2 separate regions of the Mus musculus genome follow, and region 2 is linked to region 1. Evidence: chromatin contacts called from public Hi-C data. All regions are on one chromosome and are shown on one strand. Each heading gives the region's core, a stretch centred on a gene start, on an enhancer-like site or on the middle of the called end of the contact. The rest is flanking DNA. Distances are from core to core; before and after follow the strand shown. Region 1 has its middle 17 kb from the start of Oscar. Region 2 has its middle 12 kb from the start of Gp6.

Region 1 (5,852 bases), core at 2,813-5,312:
AAGGCGTGCACCACCATGCCCGGCAACTTATTTCTTTTTAACTTAGGGAATATCTAGTATTTATCAGTGTGTGTGTGTGTGTGTGTGTGTGTGTGTGTGTGCTCGAGTGCACGTGCGCGCACGCACATGCCAAATTACATGTAGAAGTCAGAGGACAACAGTGTGGAAACAGTTTTCTCCTTTACGTGGCATCTAAGGATAGGACTCAGGTTGCCAGGTTTTCGGGGCAAGCACTCTTTACCCACTCAGCTATATCACTGGTCCCCCATCTGGCTTCTTCTTTTTTTTCTGTGTTTTATATTTATTTGTGTATTTATGTATTTTCATCTTTATTAGGGGTGTGTGCATGCACACATGTTTGTCCTAATTCTCATGTAGAGAACAGAGGTAAACTTCAGGGAGTCAGTCAACTGTTGGCTGAAATGCCCTAGCTTACCCTAATGTTAACAGGAAAGAGGCCTTAGACCCTTTGACTAATTCCTTAGATTGATTCCTCTTCACTTGCCTATTTCCTCCAGCCAAGAGGCGCTTCTGCACAACTCTGTCAAAACTTCATGCAAGTTAAACTAGCAGCATGCTACTGCCACCTTGTGGCTGATTTCTAGAATCCAGATCATCACATGCATGTGATTAGGATCCTAGTTGTTTGTTGGCTGTCTCTTCCGGACAATGGGTTGTAACGGGTGGTGATAGAGCATCTAATTGAAAACCTTCCACACCAGCTGTCCCAGACCCGGGTATGCTGGAAGCAGTGGTAGGTCTATCATCTGTGTGTCTGAAGAGAACAATCAAAATCATTACTAGATCTGCTCTGTTTACTTGTGTCAATCACAGCCAGGCCCATGGACCACTGACATTCCTTCATGGAGAGAGAGGGTCACTGGCCCCTCACTTGAGTATTTATTTGCTCCTACCAGACATTTTCTATGTAATTCTGCCATAACTGATGTGGTGGACTGGGGTGGATGTCTCATGGAGAGGCTATATAGAATGGGGATGCTCCATCTTCGCGCCAGAGAGGAGCCATCATTCAGGCTAAGTGCAGACGTCCAGTGCTGCTTCTTCAGCGTCATCCCTGCCTCGGCCTGCACTCACTTGTGCCTTGTGAGGAAGCGAAAGAACTCAATGGTTTCCCAGGTCAGCGTTGGTGAAATTGCTGTTGGCTTGTTGCTGGAACCTTTGGAAAAGAGTAGTAGACATTGTTTAAAAAATTATTTATTTATTTTATGTATGTGAGTACACTGTAGCTGTACAGACAGATAGTTGTGAGCCTTCATGTGGTTGTTGGGAATTTAATTTTGGACCTCTGCTCCCTCCAGTCAGCCCGGCTCACTCAGTCCCTGCTCACTCCAGCCCAAAGATTTATTTATTATAAGTACAGTGTAACTGACTTCAGATGCACCAGGAGAGGGTGTGAGATCTCATTACAGATGGTTGTGAGCCACCATGTGGTTGTTGGAATTTGAACTCAGGACCTTTGGAAAAGCAGTCAGTGCTCTTAACCACTGAGCCATCTCGCCAGCCCAGTGGACATTGTTTATATCTCCCCAGGGAAGGAATTTTCATAATACACATATTCTCGCTTCTGCAGGGCTCAAGTCTTCCTCCTAGCAGTTAAATAATGTTATTATTTTTGCATTTGTGCATCCATCTCAGTCTGCCCTATGCATCATAGTCCAAGGTCTGGGTATCTGTCTGGCATCATGTGGTTCTGTCAAGGGCTATTCTTACTTTGTAGATGGCTGGCTTCCTTCTTGCTCTAGAAAGGGTAGCCAGACAGTGGTGGTGCACGCCTTTAATCTCAGCACTTGGGAGGCAGAGGCAGGCAGATCTCTAAGTTCGAGGCCAACCTGGTCTACAGAGTGAGTTCCAGAACAGCCAGGGCTACACAGAGAAACCCTGTCTCGAAAAAAAAAAAAAAAGCAAAATAAATAAATAAAACAAAAATATTTTAAAATGTATTTTTGCATTATGGTATGTGTATGGGGATAATGGGTTATGGGTGTGAATACAGGTGAATACAGGTGCCCTGGGACGCCAGAGGCATTGGGTTCCCCTGGAGCTAGAGTTAGAGATGGTTGTGAGCCATCCAAATGTGTGCTGGGAACTGAACTCTCATGATCTGCAAGAGCAATTAGGACTTTTAACCACTGAGGCATGCCTCCAGCCCCAGGTCCCAGGGGTTAAAAAAACCAGATTTATTTATGTATGTATGTATGTATGTATGTATTTATGTGCATGCATGTGTATGTGTGGGGGAGCACATGTGAAAGCTGGTTCTTTCCTTCCACCATGTGGGTTTAGGCATCAGACTTAAGTCATTAGGCTTGCTGTCACGTGCCTTTACCTGTGATCCATCTCACCATTAGGCTGTCACGTGCCTTTACCTGTGATCCATCTCACCAGTTCCAGAACCTAGAGTCTTATACTAGGCAAATATTCTACTTCTGAATTGCATCCTCAGCCATTTTAAACATTTTTTTTTTTTTAATTTTGAGACAGGGTTTCCCTAAATATTTTTGGGCTGGCACTGAATTCAGTTTGTACCATGAGTGAGCCTTGAATATGCCATGTTTCTGCCCTAACCTCTGAGTAGCTGGTATTTACAGGCATGAACCACCAGGCTGACTTATCCTTATTTATATATTTATTTATTTATTTATTTATTCTTGACTCTGGCAATGTTATTGTCTTCGTTGGGGTTTCCATTGCTATGAAGAGACACCATGATCAAGACAACTCTTATAAAGGCAAACATTTAATTGGGGCTGGCTTACAGTTTGGGAGGTTTAGTTCATTATCATCATAGCAGCAAGCATGGCAGTGTGCAGTCTGACATGGTTGCTGGAGAAGAAGCTGAGAGCTCTGCATCTTGATCAGAGGGCAACCAGGAGAGACTTGGCATCCTCAGGCAGCTAGGAAGAAACTTTCTTCTGCAACGGGCGGAGCCTAAGCATAAGAGTCCTCCAAAGCCCACTCCCACAGGGACACACTTCCTCCAACAAGGTCACATCTAATTCCAAGCATATTCAAACCACCACAGAAGTACTTGTATTTAATGCATTTTAGTCATTGTTGCCCTCCCCCACCCCACGCAACCCCCAACCCCACCTCATCACCTTACTATTCCTGAAGAATCCCAGAGTTTATTTTCTCTACTAAACTATAATAGTAAGGAGAGTGTTTTCCTGAGGTCTCCTAACCCTAACCCTAAGATGACAAGGGGTCAGGCAGAAGTGTGGTGTGATGGTTTGTATATTCTTGGACCAGGGAGTGGCACCATCTGGAGGTGTGGCCTGGTTGGAATAGGCGTGTCACTGTGGGTGAGGGCTTAAGACTCTCACCCCAGTTGCCTGGAAGTCAGTCGTCCACTAGCAGACTTTGGATGAAGACATAGAACTCTCAGCTCTGCCTGCGCCATGACAGCCTGGATGCTGCCATACTCCCACCTTGATGATAATGGACTGAACCTCTGAACCTGTAAGCCAGCCCCAATTAAATGTTGTTTTTTATAAGACTTGCCTTGGTCATGGTGTCTGTTCACAGCAGCAAAACCCTAACTAAGACATGTGGGAAGCCGGGCGTGGTAGCACACGCCTTTAATCTCAGCACTCGGAGGCAGAGGCAGACGGATTTCTGAGTTCGAGGCCAGCCTGATCTACAAAGTGAGTTCCAGGACAGCCAGGGCTATACAGAGAAACCCTGTCTTGAAAAACCAAAAACAAAAAAACAAAAAACAAACAAACAAAAAAAAAAAAACCAACTTCCTGACATGTGGGTAACTGGGAGATCCACCACTTGTAACTGACACTAGATATAGGCTTGGGGGACAGTGACCCCAACTGGTGGGTCTGCATCGAGTCCAGAGAGTTAGTGTCAGAACCAAGTCTAATTTTTGGACACTTAAGTCAGTGCCTACAGAGAACTGGAGTCTCTCCTGATCTGGAGAGATAAATGTTGTACATTTAGTGCCTGAGTTACTGTGGTTAGAGAAACAGTGTTCCTTGCCTTTCCTATCCCCCACAAGGCTGTCACAAGACCATCCCATGCTTCCTGTTTCTGATTTATTGTACACTGGAGCTGCAAGAATGTAGAAATGCCATCTAGGGGCTGGTGAGATGGCTCAGTGGTTAAGAGCACTGACTGCTCTTCCAAAGGTCCTGAGTTCAAATTCCAGCAACCACATGGTGGCTCACAACCACCCATAATGAGATCTGATGCCCTCTTCTGGTGCATCTGAAGACAGCTACAGTGTACTTAGATATAATAATAAATAAATCTTTAAAAAAAATGCCATCTAGATATAGCACCTTGACAGTGAGGTCAACAAAGTGGGCTGTATACATTGGGCTCTGTATTTGTGTATGTGTGTTTGTGTATGTTTGTTGTAGTATTGTTTGTTGTTGTTCTTGGTGGTGGTGGTGGTGATGGTGGTTTTTTGAGACAGGATTTCTCTGTGTATAACCCTAGCTGTCTTGGAACTTACAAAAGACTGTTCTCCAACTCAGAGAAATCTACCTGCTTCTGCCTCCTGAGTGCTGGGATTAAAGGATGCTGGGCTGGTGAGATGGCTCAGTGTATAAGAGCACCTGACTGATCTTCTGATATGATAGAGGGAGACTCCCTGAGGAACTAGATTCCAGAGAATCAAACAAAAGGTTATCTTGATGATACCAAAAAATTGTTTTGAGATTTGCATATTACAGAATATATAGCCTTGGTGGGTCTCCAGATATCTTGGACTTTCAGCCAGATCCAATCAAGACACAGACATCAGAGGCTAAATCAATCATTGGTGTGGCCTTCTTAAGGCTAACCAATCCTATTTTCCCTACCCTTCCTCCCCCCTCCCCTTAAAAATATCTCAATGCCCATATTCAGCTTGAAAACGTTATGAAGAGTCGTTGCTCCAGTTCCCTGGCCTTTGGGACTGGAGGGGCTTATCATAGGCTGTCTTTCTAGGGAATGTTGAAATGGTCATAGTTGGAACAGGGAGGAATAGCTAGAATTGATTGCATAGCTGTAATCTCATTTTGTAGAAATATTTTTACTTGTTACTAAGTTGATGTCATAATTTCTTATTTTGATACAGAATTTATTTTGATGCAAAATCAAGGTTTTTTTTTTTTTTTTTTTCCCAAGACAGGGTTTCTCTGTGTAGCCCTGGCTGTCCTGGAACTCACTCTGTAGACCAGGCTGGCCTCGAACTCAGAAATCTGCCTGCCTCTGCCTCCCGAGTGCTGGGATTAAAGGCGTGCACCACCACGCCTGGCTGGTATAAATTTCTTGTATTGATACAAAAAATTTAAAAGTATAGGGCTTAGACCCAGTCGTTCTATAACTGTTATTATAAATTGATCTAAGATGATTAAGCCTGTGAGTTAAGGACCAAATAGCAAATTCATGGCTCTGACTTTATTGTTAGGGTGTTTCAGAGACTGTAATTAGAAATAGCTGAGAGCGGTTAATGGAGAACAGTCCAGATTACTTACAGGGATAGTTGGTTTTCAAAAATGTCACAAATCCACAGAATGTGACAGTTAATGCCATTTATTCACTTGTTGAGACAAATCTGCTCCTAACAGCTTCCCATTCATGGATTCAAAGAAGCAGCTGAGCATCTTTTCTTCAAGTGAGGCCCTACATTTGTGGCTAGGTTGCCACTGGGTAGAAAATTGCCAATCTCTCCTGCAGACCTGTACTGTTCTTGAAAGGACACAATTTACAGGTTAGGACAGCTTAGTTCTGCTGAGACAGAATAGGCTAGTCCTTAGTATTCCTGTATCTCTAAGGTCTGTCAGATAGATGAGCCTGGGCCAGAAGGCTCAAGACATGCTCCAACTTCCTGACTT
Region 2 (5,789 bases), core at 1,489-3,988, 810 kb before region 1:
GCCCCGAACACCAGCATCTCCGACGATGCCAATGGCAAAGCCAGCAGCCAGGCCACTCAACCCCACACTCAGGCCAGCACCCAGTTGAAGAAAACCTGTAGAGGGTGATGCCATCAGTCAGGGAGATAGCGATAAGTACTGCCACCGCCAGGCCGTAGATGGCGATGATCCCAGCCATAACCACTGGGATGATGGACTTCATGATCAGCTCTGGCCTCATGACTGACATGACTGCAATGCCAGTGCCGCTCTTGGCTGTGCCATAGGCGGCTCCCATGGCGCTGAAGACCATGGTGGACGAGGCGCCCATGACACCGAAAACCGAAGAATATTCGGGGTTGTTCTTGATGTCAGCCATGCCTGCAAGCAGGGAAAGGACAAGCTCAGTGGGCGGCGGTGGGCTAGGACAACGGGACAGCGAGCGAGGAGGCAAGCGAAGATCATCGAGGCAGCGGATGGGAAGGCGACCCCCTTACTGCTTTTTTTTTTTTTTTTTTTTTTTTTTTTACCTTCTCCCACCCTCCTCCTGCACCTCCCCTTACTGCTTTTAATATTCTATATTTATTTAGTGTATTTGTTGTTCTGATTATTATGTGTCAGGAGGAATTTCTTTTCTGGTTCAGTCTATTTGGAGTTCTGTAGGCTTCTTGTATGTTCATGGTCATCTCTTTAGGTTTGGGAAGTTTTCTTCCACAATTTTGTTGAAGATATTTGCTGGCCCTTTAAGTTGAAAATCTTCACTCTCATCTACTCCTATTATCCATAGGTTTGGTTTTTTCATTGTGTCCTGGAGTTCCTGGATTTTTTGCGTTAGGATCTTTTTGCATTTTGCATTATCTTTGATTGTTGTGCCGATGTTCTCTATGGAATCTTCTGCACCTGAGATTCTCTCTTCCATCTCTTGTATTCTTTTGCTGATGCTCGCATCTATGGTTTCAGATTTTTTTCCCAGGGTTTCTATTTTCAGTGTTGCCTCACTTTGGGTTTTCTTTATTGTGTCTACTTCCCTTTTTAGGTCTAGTATGGTTTTGTTCATTTCCATCACCTGTTTGGATGTGTTTTCCTGTTTTTCTTTAAGGACTTGTAACTGTTTAGCAGTGTTCTCCTGTATTTCTTTAAGTGAGTTATTGAAGTCCTTCTTGATGTCCTCTACCATCATCATGAGATATGCTTTTAAATCCGGGTCTAGCTTTTCAGGTGTGTTGGGGTATCCAGGTCTGGCTGAGGTTGGAGTGCTGGGTTCTGATGATGGTGAGTGGTCTTGGTTTCTGTTAGTAAGATTCTTACATTTACTTTTCACCATCTGGTAATCTCTGGAGTTAGTTGTTATAGTTGTCTCTGGTTAGAGCTTGTTCCTCTCTTGATTCTGTTAGCCTCTATCAGCAGACCTGGAAGACTAGCTCTCTCCTGAGTTTCAGTGGTTAGAGCACTCTCTGCAGGCAAGCTCTCCTCTTGCAGGGAAGGTGGACAGATATCTGGCATTTGGACCTGCCTCCTGGCAGAAGATGAAGGCCCAAAACAGGGCTTGTCCCAGAATTTGTGTAGCTTCTCTAGTCCACACTCTCACCTGCGCAGAGTTGTCTCGGCAGGATCCCGGAACCAAGATGTCTCCCCCAGATGCTGTGGCAAAGCCCTCCCGGGCTGGGGCGGACACCTCTCCTCTGGGAGGGAAGGTGCTCGGGTGTCTGGAGCCCGAAACACGGTCTGCCCCAGAAGCTCTGTGGGTTCCGCCTGTCCCAGAAGCTGTTAGCCTCTGCAGTCCACACTCTCACCTGTGCAGACCAGTCTTGGTGGAATCCGGGAACCCTGTGAGATGCATTCTGAATGATGCTGTACCACTTGTTTACTGCTAACCCCCAGCAACATTCCTTCTGAATTGTGTGTGACAAGTACAGCACTAGCCAATGGTGATAGAAACTTTGAAAGAGTTTGTGCTAGTTTCAGAAAATAAAGCTTTCTTTTTAAACAAATAATTTTGTTTTGGCTGTTGGAGACTGGTTTCTCTGTTTACCCATCCTGGAACTTGCTCTGTAGACTGTGGTGGCCTTGAAATCAAGGTATAGAACCTTGAGAGACTGCCTACCTCTGTCTCTCAAGTGCTGAGATTAAAGGTATACGACACTCCTGACTGTTTAGTTCATGTTTACATTAAAATTTTAGGTCAGGTATTGTCACAGGCAGACATATCTTTTATTCCAGTACTCAGATCTCTGTGAGTTTGAGAAAATAAGTGTTATTATTGTGCAAAGAGAATCTCTTATAAACATCACCTGTCAATAAAAAAGCTGATGGCCAATGACCTGAGGCAGGAAATAGGAGGTAGGACACTGGCAGGAAGAGAGAAGGTTCTAGAAAATAGTAAGTATAAATGAGAGATTCAAGAGAGACCCAGGGAGACATTGGAGATATGAGATGGACTGAGGGGGAAGGTCATAAGCCAGCAGGTAGAGGAATTTGGAGAGTCACTTAGGAGATGAAAGGAAAGAAGTAGGCTGGGGAGATGTGATATGAGGGATGCATGGTACTTGAGCACAGGTAACCAGCCACATGGCAGAATGTAGGCTAGAATAAATGGGGTTATCTTTAGTTATTTCTAGTCAGAGAAGAGCCCAGCTATATGGCCAAGGTATTTGTAAATATATTTGAGTGTGAGTCTTTTTTCTGGGAACATGGGACTGGGAGGAAGAAACAGGCCATTACTTCTTCTTTTTTCTCCCCCAAAATAGTCCCCACTGCTGCTTTCCTGTTACAGAATTTCATTACACTTTCAGTTTCCTACATATCTTAACTTCTCTTTCCTTATGGCCACCATTTTTAGTTTCAATATACAAACTCTCATAGTTTTAAAGATTTATTTATTTTATTTTATGTATATGAGTACATTGTAGCTGCACAGATGGTTGTGAGCCTTCATGTGGTTGTTGGGAATTGAATTTTTTTCTTTTCTTTTTTTTATTAATTAGATACTCTCTTTATTTACATTTCAAATGCTATCCCAAAAGTTCCCTACACTCTCCCACTGCCCTGCTCCCCTACCCACCCACTCCCACTTCTTGGCCCTGGCATTCCCCTGTACTGGGGCATATAAAGTTTGCAAGACCTAGGGGCCTCTCTTCCCAATGATGGCCGAGTAGGCCATCTTCTGCTACATATGCAGCTAGAGTCAAGAGCTCCGGGGGCACTGGTTAGTTCATATTGTTGTTCCACCTATAGGGTTGCAGACCCCTTCAGCTCCTTGGGTACTTTCTCTAGCTTCTCATTTGGGGGCCCTGTGTTCCATCCTATAGATGACTGTGAGCATCCACTTCTGTATTTGCCAGGCACTGGCATAGTCTCACACGAGACAGCTATATCAGGGCCCTTTCAGCAAAATCTTGCTGGTATATGCAATAGTGTCTGGGTTTGGTTGCTGATTATGGGATGGATCCCCAGGTGGGGTAGTCTCTGGATGGTCCATTCTTTCATCTTAGCTCCAAACTTTGTCTCTGTAACTCCTTCCATGGGTATTTTGTTCCCTATTCTAAGGAGGAATGAAGTATCCACACATTGGTCTTCTTTCTTGATTTTCTTGTGTTTTGCAAATTGTATCTTGGGTATTCTAAGTTTCTGGGCTAATATCCACTTATCAGTGAATACATATCTAGTGACTTTTTGTGATTGGATTACCTCACTAAGGATGATATCCTCCAGATACACCCATTTGCTCCAAAATTTCACAAATTCATTGTCTTTCATAGCTGAGTAGTACTCCATTGTGTAAATGTACCACATTTTCTGTATCCATTCCTCTGTTGAGGGACATCTGAGTTCTTTCCAGCTTCTGGCTAATATAAATAAGGCTGCTATGAACATAGTGGAGCATGTGTCCTTATTACAAGTTGGAACATCTTCTGGGTATATGTCCAGGAGAGGTATTGCTGGATCTTCTGGTAGTACTATGTCCAATTTTCTGAGAAGCCACCAGACTGATTTCCAGAGTGGTTGTACAAGCTTGCAATTCCACCAGCAATGGAGGAGTGTTCCTCTTTCTCCACATCCTCGCCAGTATCTGCTGTCACCTGAATTTTTGATCTTAGCCATTCTGACTGGTGTGAGGTGGAATCTCAAGGTTGTTTTGATTTGCATTTCCCTAATGATTAAGGATGTTGAACTTTTTTTCAGGTGCTTTTCAGCCCTTTGGTATTCCTCAGTTGAGAATTCTTTGTTTAGCTCTGTACCCCATTTTTAATTGAATTTATTTGAATTTCTGGAGTCCAGCTTCTTGAGCTCTTTGTATATATTAGGTATTATTCCCCTATTAGATTTAGGATTGGTAAAAATCCTTTACCAATCTGTTGGTGGCCTTTTTGTCTTATTGACAGTGTCTTTTGCCTTACAGAAGCGTTGCAATTTTATGAGCTCCCATTTGTTGATTCTCGATCTTACAGCACAAGCCATTGCTCTTTTGTTCAGGAATTTTTCCCCTATGGCCATATCTTCAAGGCTTTCCCCCACTTTCTCCACTATAAGTTTCAGTGTCTCTGGTTTTATGTGGAGTTCTTTGATCTACTTAGACTTGAGCTTTGTACAAGGAGATAAGAATGGATCATTTCTCGGGAATTGAATTTTTAGGACCCCTGCTTGCTTTGGTTGGCTCTGCTTGCTCCTGTCATCTCTGGTCAACTCTGTTTGCTCAGTTGCTGCTTGCTCCAGCCCAAAGATTTATTTATTGTTATACATAAGTGCACTGTAGCTTACTTCAGACACACCAGAAGAGGGGGGCAGATCTTATTACAGGTGGTTGTGAGCCACCATGTAGTTGCTGGGATTTGAACTCAGGACCTTTGGAAGAGCAGTCGGTGCTCTTAACCACTGAGCCATCTCACCAGCCCCACTCACATAGTTTTAAATGTAAGTTTCTTGCATGAGTGAAAACATGTGGTATTATCTCCCTGAGTCTGGCTTACTTGGTGTAATATAATGATTTCCATTTTCTTATGGGCGTCATGACTTCATTTTTCTCTCCAAATGTATAAAGTTCCATTCTGCCTACATACTACATTGTCTAATTTATGTGCATCTAAGCTGCCCTGTGTAAATTTCCTATCTGCTGTGACTAGTGCGATAGAAGTGCACACAAATGTGCAAGACCTTGCTATGTTGACTTAGAGTTTGCCAGGATTAGCTACGAAGCTCCATCCCTTTTATTAAAACAAACAAAAAGAAAACAAACAAAATATAATATATTAGACACTGTTTGCCCATCACTTTGTAGGCTGTTATTTAATTTAGAAATGTCTTTGTAGATTGTAACATTTTTCAATTTCTGAATGTCATATTTCATGTTTGACTTCCAATTTTTATTGTAAAGCCCTTTGCCTGTTGTCTCGTGATTGTCTTTTCTGCAGGTGGTTCACTCGGGCTCTCAGTCAAGATTAGTGTATGCTCTTCCCAGACTATCTGGAAGAAGTTCTTCTCTAACACTAGAGGGCTGCGTGTTATCCTTTATGAACCACCTCCCCAAATGAACTTTGGTATTGTATTTAATTTCTCTCATCAGTTAGGTATGCTGGTGTATGCTATGCTTATGATACCAGCTGAAGGCAGCTGAAGTCAGGAAGGTCTCAGGGTTGAAGTCACCTGGGGCTACATAGTAAGACTCTATTTTATAAGACTTATCATAGCCACTACCTCTATGATCAATCACATATTGTTTTGTTAGGTAGGTTCCCTATAGTTTCCTAAATACCTAGTTCTGTGTTTGCTATAAGGTAAGCACTCAATAATTCTCTGATTGAATGAGTAAACTA

What was found. A called contact is a pair of places that touch in the nucleus more often than the background predicts.
Region 2: a contact with region 1 is called in a Hi-C map of bone marrow-derived macrophages, with 11 read pairs. The contact joins two enhancer-like sites. A contact is called at or near these places in 4 of 39 promoter capture datasets (cranial neural crest, liver and pre-B cells), 1 of 484 Hi-C or Micro-C datasets (bone marrow-derived macrophages), 1 of 115 datasets of contacts at active chromatin or transcription factors (embryonic stem cells) and 1 of 9 other capture datasets (macrophages).

Annotation. Positions count from the first base shown.
Region 1 is chr7:3,596,136-3,601,987 of GRCm38.p6, reverse strand. No RefSeq gene overlaps it. Among named protein-coding and RNA genes, the nearest start is that of Oscar, 17 kb to the left of the region's middle. Within about 2 kb of position 4,062, at least 7 of the 459 cell types and tissues checked have an H3K27ac peak or open chromatin away from gene starts, as enhancers often do. A contact at or near this core is called in bone marrow-derived macrophages, where this site is marked.
Region 2 is chr7:4,407,005-4,412,793 of GRCm38.p6, reverse strand. It overlaps the pseudogene Atp6v0c-ps1. Among named protein-coding and RNA genes, the nearest start is that of Gp6, 12 kb to the right of the region's middle. Within about 2 kb of position 2,738, at least 10 of the 459 cell types and tissues checked have an H3K27ac peak or open chromatin away from gene starts, as enhancers often do. A contact at or near this core is called in bone marrow-derived macrophages, where this site is marked.